Linked DNA regions of Zea mays: all the other regions are linked to region 2. A link is a contact called in public Hi-C data. All regions are on one chromosome and are shown on one strand. The core of a region is the stretch at or near the end of the contact, and the rest is flanking DNA. Distances in the headings are between cores, read along the strand shown.

The links. A called contact is a pair of places that touch in the nucleus more often than the background predicts.
Region 1: a Hi-C map of ear shows a contact between it and region 2, with 3 times the contacts expected there. The contact joins the promoter of LOC100273720 here to the promoter of LOC100283525 in region 2. A contact is called at or near these places in 2 of 25 Hi-C or Micro-C datasets (ear and tassel).
Region 3: a Hi-C map of ear shows a contact between it and region 2, with 2.3 times the contacts expected there. The contact joins the enhancer-like site here to the promoter of LOC100283525 in region 2. A contact is called at or near these places in 3 of 25 Hi-C or Micro-C datasets (ear, leaf and tassel).
Region 4: a Hi-C map of ear shows a contact between it and region 2, with 2.4 times the contacts expected there. The contact joins the enhancer-like site here to the promoter of LOC100283525 in region 2. A contact is called at or near these places in 3 of 25 Hi-C or Micro-C datasets (ear, leaf and tassel) and 1 of 3 datasets of contacts at active chromatin or transcription factors (seedling).

Annotation. Positions count from the first base shown.
Region 1 is chr8:167,740,340-167,743,415 of Zm-B73-REFERENCE-NAM-5.0, reverse strand. LOC100273720 (CBS domain-containing protein CBSCBSPB1) reads left to right here and starts at 1,753. Exons shown (of 14, transcript NM_001360302.1): 1 at 1,753-2,238; 2 at 2,753-2,921. The coding sequence starts at 2,090.
Region 2 is chr8:167,521,815-167,524,965 of Zm-B73-REFERENCE-NAM-5.0, reverse strand. It overlaps LOC100283525, which reads left to right and starts at 1,781. Exons shown (of 9, transcript NM_001369713.1): 1 at 1,781-2,085; 2 at 2,205-2,314; 3 at 2,998-3,116. The coding sequence starts at 2,027.
Region 3 is chr8:167,653,944-167,657,022 of Zm-B73-REFERENCE-NAM-5.0, reverse strand. No RefSeq gene overlaps it. Among protein-coding and RNA genes, the nearest start is that of LOC100273720, 86 kb to the left of the region's middle. Within about 2 kb of position 1,287, at least 19 of the 20 cell types and tissues checked have an H3K27ac peak or open chromatin away from gene starts, as enhancers often do. A contact at or near this core is called in ear, leaf and tassel, where this site is marked.
Region 4 is chr8:167,691,081-167,694,349 of Zm-B73-REFERENCE-NAM-5.0, reverse strand. It overlaps LOC100274238. Among protein-coding and RNA genes, the nearest start is that of LOC100273720, 49 kb to the left of the region's middle. Within about 2 kb of position 1,284, at least 5 of the 20 cell types and tissues checked have an H3K27ac peak or open chromatin away from gene starts, as enhancers often do. A contact at or near this core is called in ear, where this site is marked.

The sequences.
Region 1 (3,076 bases), core at 504-3,003, 220 kb before region 2:
GAGAAGATCTTGCACAGTACGACAATCACAGAGAATTCAACACAGAGAAAACACGGTGATTTATCCCGTGGTTCGGCCAAGTACAAAACTTGCCTACTCCACGTTGTGGCGTCCCAACGGACGAGGGTTGCAATCAACCCCTCTCAAGCAGTCCAAAGACCCACTTGAATACCACAGTATTTTGCCTTGCTTATCTTTATCCCACTTGCGAGGAATCTCCACAAATTGGAGTCTCTCGCCCTTACACTTAAGATTCACACAGAAGCACGGAGTAAGGGAGGGGAGCAACACACACAAATCCACAGCGAAACGCGCACACACACGGCCAAGATTCGAGCTCAAAGACTATCTTACAGTTTCTCACAAGAACAGAGCTCGAATCACTTAGAATCACAAATGGATGCGCAAAGACTGAGTGTGGATGATCAAGAATGCTCAAGAGTTGCTTGGATGTCTCCTCCATGCGCCTAGGAGTCCCTTTTATAGCCCCAAGGCAGCTAGGAGCCGTTGAGAGCAAATCTGGAAGGCCATCTTTGCCTTCTGTCATCGGGCGCACCGGACAGTCCGGTGCACATCGGACAGTGTCCGGTGCCCGATTCCTTTCCTTAAGTGGCGAAGACGACCGTTGCAGATGCGGGAGCCGTTGGCGCACCGGACATGTCCGGTGCACACCGGACAGTCCGGTGCCCCCTTCCGACCGTTGGCTCGGCCACGTGTCCTGCGCTGATCGCGCGGCCGACCGTTGGTCCTGGCCGACCGTTGGCTCACCGGACAGTCCGGTGTACACCGGACAGTCCGGTGAATTTTAGCCGTACGCCGTCGGCGAATTCCCGAGAGCGGCCTCTTCGACCGGGGCAGCCTGGCGCACCGGACACTGTCCGGTGCACCACCGGACAGTCCGGTGCCCCAGACCGAAACAGCCTCTTGGCTGTACACAGCCAAGTCTTCTCTTCTCTTCTTCTTTCTGTTTCTAACACTTAGACAAATATATTAGTACACAAAACCAATGTACTAAGACTTAGAAACATACCTTTGCTCTAGATTTTCACTTTGTTCATCCATGGGCATTGATTCACATTTAAGCACTTGTGTTGACACCCAATCACCAAAATACTTAGAAATGGCCCAAGGGCACATTTTCCCTTTCAGTCTCTAATTCCAAATTTTAATTTCATGTGCAACCAAACAATAGAATTATAGAATGATAATTCCTATTTCTAATTCAATGCTCCAATATCTACATCCAAACTGGGTATAAAGGATATTGAACATGAAGGAGTAGTTCTCGAGCGAATGAGCAAAATGATGTACTCGACGATCGAGCCTCACGTTACAACATTATCTGACTCCCTCCGTTACAACCCTTTCCCTCATACTAGATCTAATCATTAACCATCCGATCTGATCTATCCGGAAAAAAATCTGACCTAACAAATACAACGATTAGTTAAATACTATAGTTTTTTATCTGCAATAATCTACATGTCAAGAACGGACAATATTTTTTATCTAATATCCAACCTAACTCTAAAAACCCAACCCAATTGGATCTGACACTTGACACGGATTAGACGTGAGCACTACCAAGCAGCACACGACCTGATTTTGACATGAGTCGAATCTGACACGATCCGATCCTACGCCGCACGCAAACGCACGACATGCGCGAACCCCACGCTGTCCAATGCCGCACGCAAACGCACGGGCATCCAATCCAACCAGAAATTTCGCTGTGCTTTGTGCGTATCCAAACGGAATGGACGGGAACCCCGAACCCCAAATTGATCCGATCCACTCACCTTTTTTCCCCTTCTAATTTCACTTTCACCTCCTCCGCCACCAGTTCGGGGAAAAGGAATTTTTGGAGAAAAATCCCATTGGCCCAGCCCAGAATACTCAGCCGCGCGCCGCGACCTTCGCTCCCGTCTCCGGTCTCCGCCTGCCCCCCGTCCCCAACCTATCGGGAGCGCTCCCGATTCGCGGGAGCGAGAGAAATAGAGTGCCCCCCGCTCTCCGCTCTCCGCCGCGGATCAGCGCCGTCGCCGATCGGAGGCCCTCGCTTCCGCCGGCGGGCGGCGCGAGCCGGGAGATGGACGGCGGCGCGGGTGCCGGTCGGAGGAGCGTCCCCTCCTCCTCCGGATTCAGGAGGAGGGTCCCGCCCGCCGAGAACGGGCACGGCCATGACGCCCCGCCGCCCTCCAGGCGGTCCTCCGCCTCCCTCTCCCGCGGCCACTCCACGTACGTGATCCGTGCACCCGCCTTGCTCATTGTTCGCTGCTGCTCTGCTCTTGTTATGCGTAGACCGTGCTCCGTACCTAGCGCCTCTCTGGTGCGGTGTCTTCGGTTCAAGACAAAGCGAGCGTTGCCTGCCGTGACTGCCTGGAGTAGCTCCCGTCCCGTGTGTCTTCCCTCCGTTTGCAGCCAGGATCTTCCTTAGCCTAGATTCGATCCTGATTTGTGGAATCCGAGGATTAACGATAAAAAGTACGGTTCATTTTTCAGTTACAACAGAAAGTGCTGAATCCCATTCGGCTCTTACGACCATGTTGTACCACATACGCATGACTCTACCTGTGGAATTTTGCGTGTAACGTAAACCACACACGTTTCACTAACACAAGCAAGCTTGGCTCCAACATGGCGTTGGTTGCTGTCAAGCCGTGATCGGTCAACCAATCCCTGCTCTATCAAATGGAAAATCTGCTCCCGACCTCACAGCTGAAAAAAGGCTACCTCTTGGGATTCTTTTCAGGCCGCTGACTGGCGAGAGGACCGTGAAAAGGCTGAGGTTGTCCAAGGCACTGACGATACCGGATCACACGACCGTGCACGAGGCTTGTCGGAGGATGGCATCACGCAGGGTAGATGCCGTGTTACTGACCGACTCCAATGCTTTGCTCTGTGGGATCCTTACCGACAAGGTGAGAGGCTGTTCCTTCGGGTTTTTTTTCGTCTCTCTACTGTCTTAGAGCAACTCCAAGTGATTAGCTAAAAAGACTAACCAAATTTACCGATTTAGCTACTCTCTAAAATAGATTTTAGAGAAAAAGTGTAGGCTAATCCAATAGACTCGGTA
Region 2 (3,151 bases), core at 532-3,031:
CGCTAAAATTCACCGGACTGTCCGGTGTACACCGGACAGTGTCCGGTGCTCATTTGAGACGCGGTTCAGGAACTCACCAGTCTCGGGAATTCGCGAAGGCTGCTCCGCTATAATTCACCGGACATGTCCGGTGTGCACCGGACTGTCCGGTGCAACCTCGGGGCAACGACTACTTCGCGCCAACGGTCACCTGCAGGCGCATTTAATGCGCGCCAGAAGCGCGCAGTCGTCAGGCACGCGGGAGCAGGCGCACCGGACACTCTACAGTGCATGTCCGGTGCGCCACCGGACATCAAGGCGGGTCCAGAAGTCAGAACTCCAACGGTCGATCCAACGGCCATTTGGTGACGTGGCTGTCGCACCGGACATGTCCGGTGTGCACCGGACTGTCCGGTGCGCCATCGAACAGACAGCTCCACCAACGGTCAAGTTTGGTGGTTGGGGCTATAAATACCCCAACCACCCCACCATTCATTGCATCCAAGTTTTCCACTTCTCAACCACTTACAAGAGCTAGGCATTCAATTCTAGACACACTCAAAGTGATCAAATCCTCTCCAATTCCACACAAAGCCCTAGTGACTAGTGAGAGTGATTTGCCGTGTTCATTTGAGCTCTTGCCCTTGGATTGCTTTCTCTCTTTCATTCTTTCTTGTGTTCAATACTCACTTGTAACCAAGACAAGAGACACCAATTGTGTGGTGGTCCTTGCGGGGAGGTTTTGCTCCCGGTTGATTTGAGAAGAGAAAGCTCACTCGGTCCGAGAGACCGTTTGAGAGAGGGAAAGGGTTGAAAAAGACCCGGCCTTTGTGGCCTCCTCAACGGGGAGTAGGTTTGAGAGAACCGAACCTCGGTAAAACAAATCCGCGTGTCTCACTTCATTATTTGCTTGCGATTTGTTTTCACGCCCTCTCTCGGACTCGATTATATTTCTAACGCTAACCCGGCTTGTAGTCGTGTTTATATTTGTAAATTTCAGTTTCGCCCTATTAACCCCCCTCTAGGCGACTATCACATGCACGTCTCATGGTTCATGTCAACTAAAAGTCTGTAAAAGTAAAGTTGAATCGGCCCGTGGTGACTGTAGGCTATATATTGGAGCGCTGTGGTAGATAAGGGATGACCATGATCGATGACACGGTTGGTAGTAAGATCAATAAATGATGTGACGGTCGATTAGAGCGAGATGCTATATATATATATATATATATATATATATATATATATATATATATATATATATATATAGATAGTTTTTTTGGCATGAATCTGCTCTACCGAAAGCAGCTATGCTCCAAAACACGAGGTTAAAACAACTTTGTTCAGAAGTATAGGTTGCTTTCGCATAAGTAGTAGGAGTGGTGAGTAAATACCTTTTGGATTCTATGTCTAGGTTGTTTTTTAAAAATCTCAAAGCAATGAACGAGGTAGACCAAAAACTTGTAATGCAGCTTCAAAAACTTTATGGAGTTTTTAACTCTGAAATTTTGTTTGATCGGTTCTGATACGGAGCTACGACAAATACTGCATAATTCAATAAATAGATATATTTATTTGTTGATGACGAGAAGCAAGCGAGAAATTGATTGGACTCGGGCCCACATGGTGGACTGGGCTTTCTGATAGGCAAAATGCAAACCTACTGTATTGGGCTGCATGCGCTAACTAGCCGCAGGCCCACCTATCCTTTCCAGGGCACACACCAGAAACGACCTGGATTCCATCATGTACGTCCATATCTCATCGGTCGGCTTGCAAGTTGCATCAGCCAGCAGCAACTCGCCAATGAAGCCACTGCCCGCCCGCGCGCCGCATTCCCAAACCCTACTATACCCCGCTCCTCTCCTCCCCGTCTGCCGGCTCCCTTCTTCTTCGCTGTCGACGACGCGGACTCCCCGCCGCGCTCCCTCTCTCAGGCCTCGCGGGGTGATCAGAGGCGGCTGGGAGACTCGTGCGCTCCGACGAGTCCGGTTACGGCGCGGTAATTAAGCAGGGGAGGAGCCGGCCCTGAGCGGCGGAGTCCAAAATGAGTGACGACGTGGTATGGCACTGCATCCGCCACAACCACTGCAGCTTCATGTCCAAGTAGCCTTCTTTTTCCCGTCTCTGCTCTCACCTCGGTTTCGGTTTGGTTTCTTGCGTGGCTGTTTCCAATGATTAATCTCATCTGGCGGCTGCCCCGTGGTTTGGGTTGGGCTGTGCAGGATCACAACGGGGATCTTCTGTCGCAACCCCTACAACGCGACGGGCATCTGCAACCGGAGCTCCTGCCCGCTTGCCAACAGCCGCTATGCCACCATCCGGGATCATGAAGGTGATCACCAGCAATCCTTTTTGTGTTAATTGATTAATAATGGTGTACATGGATGGCAGTGCCACCATTTTAGGCAGCTGCAAAACATGTTTCCTAGTCCCTCTTGCTTCCAATGCCACCCAAGCACTAAACTCAGTATGTCATCACATATATGGCATGACAACTTGCAAACGAGTCAAATCCAAAGCCTCTTTAGTTTTAGCAAATCAATCAAATTCGGATGCTGCACTTTCCCTTCTATCACTAGATTGAAAAAAAGATAATATTAAGTTAGTTTTCTAAGTTAGTTTTGTAGTTATTTTTCTGGAGGTGACTGGTATTTCTGATGTAATTAGTTAGTGTGACTTCGTTGTGATTAATCACAATTAAGAATACTGCTTTGTGGAGTTAAGAATACTAGAGTACTGCTTTGTAACTGTAAGCCTGTAAGCTTGTCTTTTCTTTCTGCGAGAACAAATTATGGTGGGATGTGGTGCTATTTGGATTAAATGGCACGCAAACCATGAGGAGTCGCAACATTTTTTTGGTCCATTTGGTGCATATTTTAATCTTGTGGTAGCAGAACTGCCAGTTCCTTGCACCATTTTTTGTGCTATGAACTATTAACCTTGAAGGGAGCCTATGCTTACAAAAATCTTTTTCTGATGCTCTCATGTTTTTTTCTTCCTCAATCGGTTATGCAGGTATTTTCTATCTGTATATGAAAACCGCCGAAAGAGCTCATCTGCCAAACAAATTATGGGAGAGAGTCAAACTGCCGAAGAATTATGAGAAAGCAATGGAAGTCATAAACAAACATCTTGTATGCATCTCTAGCTAACGTATACTGTTTCTCCT
Region 3 (3,079 bases), core at 38-2,537, 130 kb before region 2:
TATGCGCACTGGGGCGGGGGCTAGCAAGCATATCTGAGGCACACGTCATATAGCTAGGAGCCGGTTGGATTAAGCGCGTGCGTGCGTAGTACGTACGCGTGTCGTAATGTCCAAGGTGGTGATAGAGATGTAAAGCTTTACTCCATTAAAGCAGGCGCGCGGTAGTCTAGTCGAAACTATGCCACGTGGCTATGGATTACTTGCGTTGCGTTGCTCCGCCACTACTGCAATAGAATTAAGAACTTTTTTTTTTAAAATGTTCGTTCCCATTACCTAACGTGCCATAGATAAAGTAGCTAAACCTTGCATTATTATTATGGCCTACAAAAGCATTGGCATGCATGCATGTTTTTTTCCTTCCTTCCTTATTCTATGTATCGATCCACCCACCCAGGAAAAAAGGGTACGGTGTTATGATATAGGCATACTTTGATGGCATGATGTGATGTCGTCCAAAAGATTAGTAGTAGTAGTAGTGGTGTGGAAGTTACAGGAGATGGCATCAGGGTTGTGCATGGGAGGCCGGGAAGTACTTAATTATTCTAGTCTATATTAGCTTGTGTGTGTGTACGTCCACTGTCATGAGTGGCGGCGGGGCAGGGCAGCTAGCCCACCAAAGCAAGAAACACATCATTTCTTGACATGCATGGTACTTTGGATCGAGTTTTGTTTATTTTTTCCACAATATTATATAGTATTTACTTACTCAGTGTGTCTACATTGTCAAAAGGTACCGGCGGGTTTTGCGTGTGTGTCTACATATGCAGCCGGATATATATATTAGATTAAACAGGTCCAAACAAAATAAACGCACGCGAGTGACTACTGCTGTAGATTGTTGCCTGGCGTGTGACAAGTACGTACGTAACCGACCAAGCATATATAGGAGCGACCATGCACGTTAATTAGCTTCTGCAGGTTCTGGCTTTTCCATGTGGGCAACACAACGAGGATCATGTGCGCACGCACGCAGACGCGGTATGGATGGGCGCCTCGATGGACTGACTGGATTTGGATCCAACGCAACGCAACGCAACGCAATGCAATGCAATGGAATGATGGCGCAACAAAGAGGAGCCAAGCAGGACCAAGCGAAGTCAAGCTTGCTGTATTTGTTTGCTAGCTGCTGCAAGCTGCCGCAGTTCATTGATCAGTAGTACGGCCGACCCCGATCGATCCCAGCTGGCACGCAGTTAATCGATGGATTTCATGATACATTATTGGTCCAGAGAACTGTTCAGTACGACTGCAGAATAGATCACGCTGCATATGTACTTCGATTCGGCGCAGTTGTACTACGTTTGGTTCGCGTGGGTGCCTGGGGCAGGCCTGCGCGAGCATGGCCAGTGCCCAGTGGGATACGGCTGGTTTGGGTGCATGGACGCATGCAGAGAAATGATCTTAAAATGGATTAGTTTGCATTGCCTACGTCTCCGGTGTGCACACAAACAAACACACGCTTATATATATAAAAAGTCAACGCATGCATACAGTGATCTAGGTTAAGACGGTGCATCCAACCAACATTTATCTGCATACAGTCAATCTGCATATCTGCGTTCATGCGCTCCATCCACTGCCTGCATGCGTGCTCCGGCCGGCGGCCGATGTATCGAGATGTACAGTATGATCCAACAGATGGTGATCGATGCGTGTGCATGACTTTGTTGTTGCATTTGAAAGACGATATAAAGATGCATGCAGGTTGACTGCACGATGATGAAGAAGAACAAGAAGACAAGCTGCAGGCTGAAGTAGAAGAACCCACCACCAAAAGGCACCAAGAGCAATGCAAGCCCTGTTCCTCGCTCCTAGCTACGCAAGGTTCAGCTCGCATTTACTGCTGCTGTTGGTTGCCACTTGCCACCACGTACGTACTACGTACTGCGCCAACACACCAGGTGGGGAGGATGCTAGCTGCCGCAGCAGGCAGCCGTACAGTACGTACTACGCAAAGAACCGGCCAGCCAGAGCTAGCCCGGAGACCGAGGCAAGCAAGGATAGATACCAGGGGCCAGCACCCAGCAGCCCTGCCCCTGCATGCCCGTACGTACGTAACGCAGGCATGGCGTTACGAGCACAGGCACGCACGCTGCAATGCGCGGGCGTACCTGCATGCTAGCTTCCCAGCAAGCAACATGCATGCCATGCATGTGACCGGGGGCTGTACGTAGCCGAGAACGCGGTTGCCACTTGCCAGTGAAGGTTAGGGTCAATCGGGTAGTATCCGTGCATGCACAGCACCCATCGATGCAGATAAGTATATGTTCAGCATCTACAGAACGCCTATATCTATCTATGCACGGTTTTGAATTCAAAAGGTGAACCGGTGCGTAGATAACTAGATACATCATACACGAAGCGGCCGCGGCTGCAACTGTTTGTTTGGTTTGCTCACTAATTTACCATATTTTACTTAATTTTTTTGTCAATTCTGACAAATAACCTTACGGAGTGTTTGGATATTTTTATTTTCGAGGAATTGAAATTCACTTGATAAAGTAATAATAGTGTGAAGGATGGGAAATGATTTTATGTATTAGTACAATTTATTTCTACTCTGTAACTTACATGACACTCTCTATCTCACTTTTCTACAGTAAAAATGTAGCACATAAATATCTCCGATATCTTACTAATAATAGTATACAAATATATTTTACATAATATCGAATTAGCTTAATTAATATATGTCTAAATTATTATTATTAGACTGAAATTAAATTCCAATGATACAAACGTGTACAATGTTACACGGTTACCCACGAACCAAACGTCTAGTCTGTCACTCGTCAGTGTTCTGTCGTTGAATCGTACGTCTGCAAGCTCCAGAGGTGCAGTGCAGTACGGATGCAAGCAATTAAGCAAATATATCATGCATGGCGGTGTACGTGACGTTGATCCCATCGATGTATATTCATATAGCACTAAAAATAAATTTTAATTGTCTTTTACCTACCCTTCTTAACTATGCGAACAATATATTAGGTGGCCTTTTTCTACTTTTTACCCTCTCCGTCGTAAGGAGAATATACATCTCTCTCTCTCTAGCACAGTATCATGTTTTAGTATCATGTAA
Region 4 (3,269 bases), core at 35-2,534, 170 kb before region 2:
GTCCACGCAATTTCATGAAACTGTCGCGTTGTGGCGCTTCTGTCCGATGTTGCGAAACTATTGGGCAACATAGAGAGCTTACAGCAGCCACAGCTAAAAATTTGAACTCAAACGAACGTGGAGATATGCTTAGAGATGTTTAGTGGCTGTCCATGAAGTATCTGCGCTCGCAAACACATATGCACAGCACAACCAAACCTGGAAGAGGATCTAGAAGACCTGGGCTACTTTGACATGCAGATTCTTTATGTGGCCGACGCTTAAAAACAGAGTTTGGACAACAGACGATTGGCCAAAAGAGGGTTGTCCCATCCAATTGTTTGTCCTCTTTATGAGCAAGCGGATGAATCTATAAACACGTTCGTATCAAATATGCTTCACTTCTTATTCAACACTTAGCGAATTTATTAGACCTTGTTTTGTCACTCAGTTCACTAAAATTCACTAAAGGACTATGTCACTTTCACAGTTCATGCTGAACGCTGTCTGAGTGTACATAACAACGTCACATGCAATCGCTGAGTTTTGGCTGAAAGTTGATAAAGGTAATGATTTGGTACATGCAGAAGGTTCCAAGAGCCTAGAAGCAAAGTAGATGTGGCCTGAGCAACACTGTATTCGATATATCTGCCGTATGTACTACCTTCACGCAGTGGGTTTGTAGTAACCTTGTTGTACATGGTAGTGAATAGGGGTTAGCTATTGTTATTTGTAGCACAGTGAATCTTGTAAGGAATCTCAGTTACCATTTCACCAATGAGAAATACTCCATCTTTAACGCATGCATGGGGAGATGATGATGATTGATGATCAATTCTACCAGTTAATATGTCCGGTGCAATCCTCCATTTTTTTCTCCAAGACAGTGACGTTCCAACAGTTCAACGCCAGTTGTTTCGTGCCTTTGGCGTCAGCTTTCCAATGGAGCAGCGATCAAAGAAGCGTCGTAGCATTAAACTTCTCTCGTAGTCTCGTGATCAGAGTTCAGATGGCTCAAGCAACTGCCAACAGAATAAACAATCAGGCAGGGTGCGAGCGACCAGTGTAAGCACTGAACCGGACAAACACAAAGCGACTGCTGGCAGCAGGCTCCACTGAGCAAAAACAGAGGATTAGGCGTTTGTAATTGTAACCACTGGCATTAGTTTAAACAGCAGCAATCAAGTGTCATCACACTTTGGACCATTTGCGGCGATTAACATATGCCGGCAGTTAGGTACCGTCGTAACATGCTCCAGGCCACACACCTTAAACAAGCTCCGTGACATCAGGCAGAAGACATGAGATAAAGCCACACCAACAGGGAGTTCTCAGTATGCCAATTGGCTGGTCGAGAGAGCCAATAGCAGGAGAGGAACTCAGGACGACAAGCTGATGGCGACTGATGTTTTTTTTTTTTGTCAAACAAAACTTCCATCTTTGAATGTGTCATTTACACTTTACAGCTTCGACCCATACAGGCCGAATATGATGCATACAAAAATGCCTGCACAAACAACCAACCAATCCCTAATATAATATGTACAGCCGTGCCTTCCGGGGGAAGGAAAACTTCTCCCCCTAGTCTTATATATTATATAGTGGCAGAGGGCACCTGCAGTTAGTGAATGCAGCTGATTTTTTTTCACACGCCTTGACCTCAGCAAATCGTCGAATGAATAGCTGCACGTGCATGTTGATTTCAAGACATTGCGCATTTAGCTTTGCAGATTGGTCAGATGTACCAAGCATCCGAACATGGGTGGTTCCATCTCCAGCCTAAATCGTTTCCACCTGAAAGAATGAGAAGAATCATGGAATTAGACCTGAGGGGGGTTCCATGAACTTGAAATAATGATTAATGAGCTTGCTACAAGAAAGTGTCACAGTTCTTCAGAACTCATACCGATAACTTCAACAAAAAAATAAGGCGGTGCCAAGATAACAGTAAGCTTTTTAGATCTTGATAGTTGTTAAGCAGCGCCGTTTTGATTCTTAAATCGGTTAAGAATTGTTTTTGCTTAATATAAGCCTTGACATGTCTATTAAACAGTGATATTCGGAGTAAGTTTACCTAACTGGCGGCCACATCCCAGCATTTCTAGTGTTTTAATAGGGGCCCTCTAACTTTGCGAATTGATGCCCACCTGTATAGCAATGTGAATCGACAGTGATGTAAAACTTAAATGATATTGACCATTTGAAAGAATTGACCCACAATTGTTGCTACTCATTTACTCTGTGCATAACAACAACCAGATATTTTACAGCAGGGAAAAAAACGAAACTAGGGAAAAATGAACTCCCACGAAAATAGAGAAGCCGAGAACTTACTTTCAAGAAGATGAGATCTTTGACAAAATTCTTTCGGCCTCGACGGGTGAACCGTTGGCGATATCCTCCACTACTTTACACTCCTCCATATAAGCCTACCTACTGAACTTGGTCTTGATTTTGGAAAAAGCGAGCTACTTCTCTGTACAATTGCTCGCCCTCGAATGGCTTGGATACATAACCGTCCATTTCAGATTTTAAGCACTGTTCGTGCGTCGCCTGGATAACATCTGCTGTCATGGCTAATATTGGAGTTCGCCACTGCCGGAGCCCTGCGCATTCCGGTGGGGCTTCTCCACGTTCTATTTGCTCATTTAGATCTCTTTCCATCACTCTAATCCTTTTTGTGGCTTCAAATCTGCAAGGTACCAAATGCATGACACAAGAGAACAAGAAAATGTAAATCGGTGACAAGAGCAAGTATTGTTTATCAACTGGATATAGGTACAGATAGTGTCTAAAGTATAGTGAGATGATGAATATACAAAGATAAAACTCACCCATCCATTTCAGGCATCTGTATGTCCATGAAACAAGCATCAAAACTGTGAGGAGGTTTCAGTTGCGTGATTGCTTTCTTCCCGCTATCAGCACAAGTTACTTCTGCGCCATATTTCTTCAGAGCGCCTGCAGCAACCTTGAGATTTACAATATTGTCGTCAACCACTAAGATTCGTTTCTTGTGAAGAAGGCTGCCCAGTGTTGAATTGCCAAGTACTCCATTCCTGCAGTGCAGTTTATCTATCCCACCCAATGCTCTGTGTAGCGAAACCTGAAGCATGCTTGCTCGAAGTGGCTTCATAATTACATTCAAGTTAAATTCCCTGAATATATGTGAATTGCTTTTGGCAGTACTTTTAGGGTTCTCCAAAAGAAATAACTTTGTAGAGTCTGGCTGATCTTTGTTCCTCAATTTAGTAACCAAAAGAGGCATAGAGTGGGATTCCTTCAGCCAG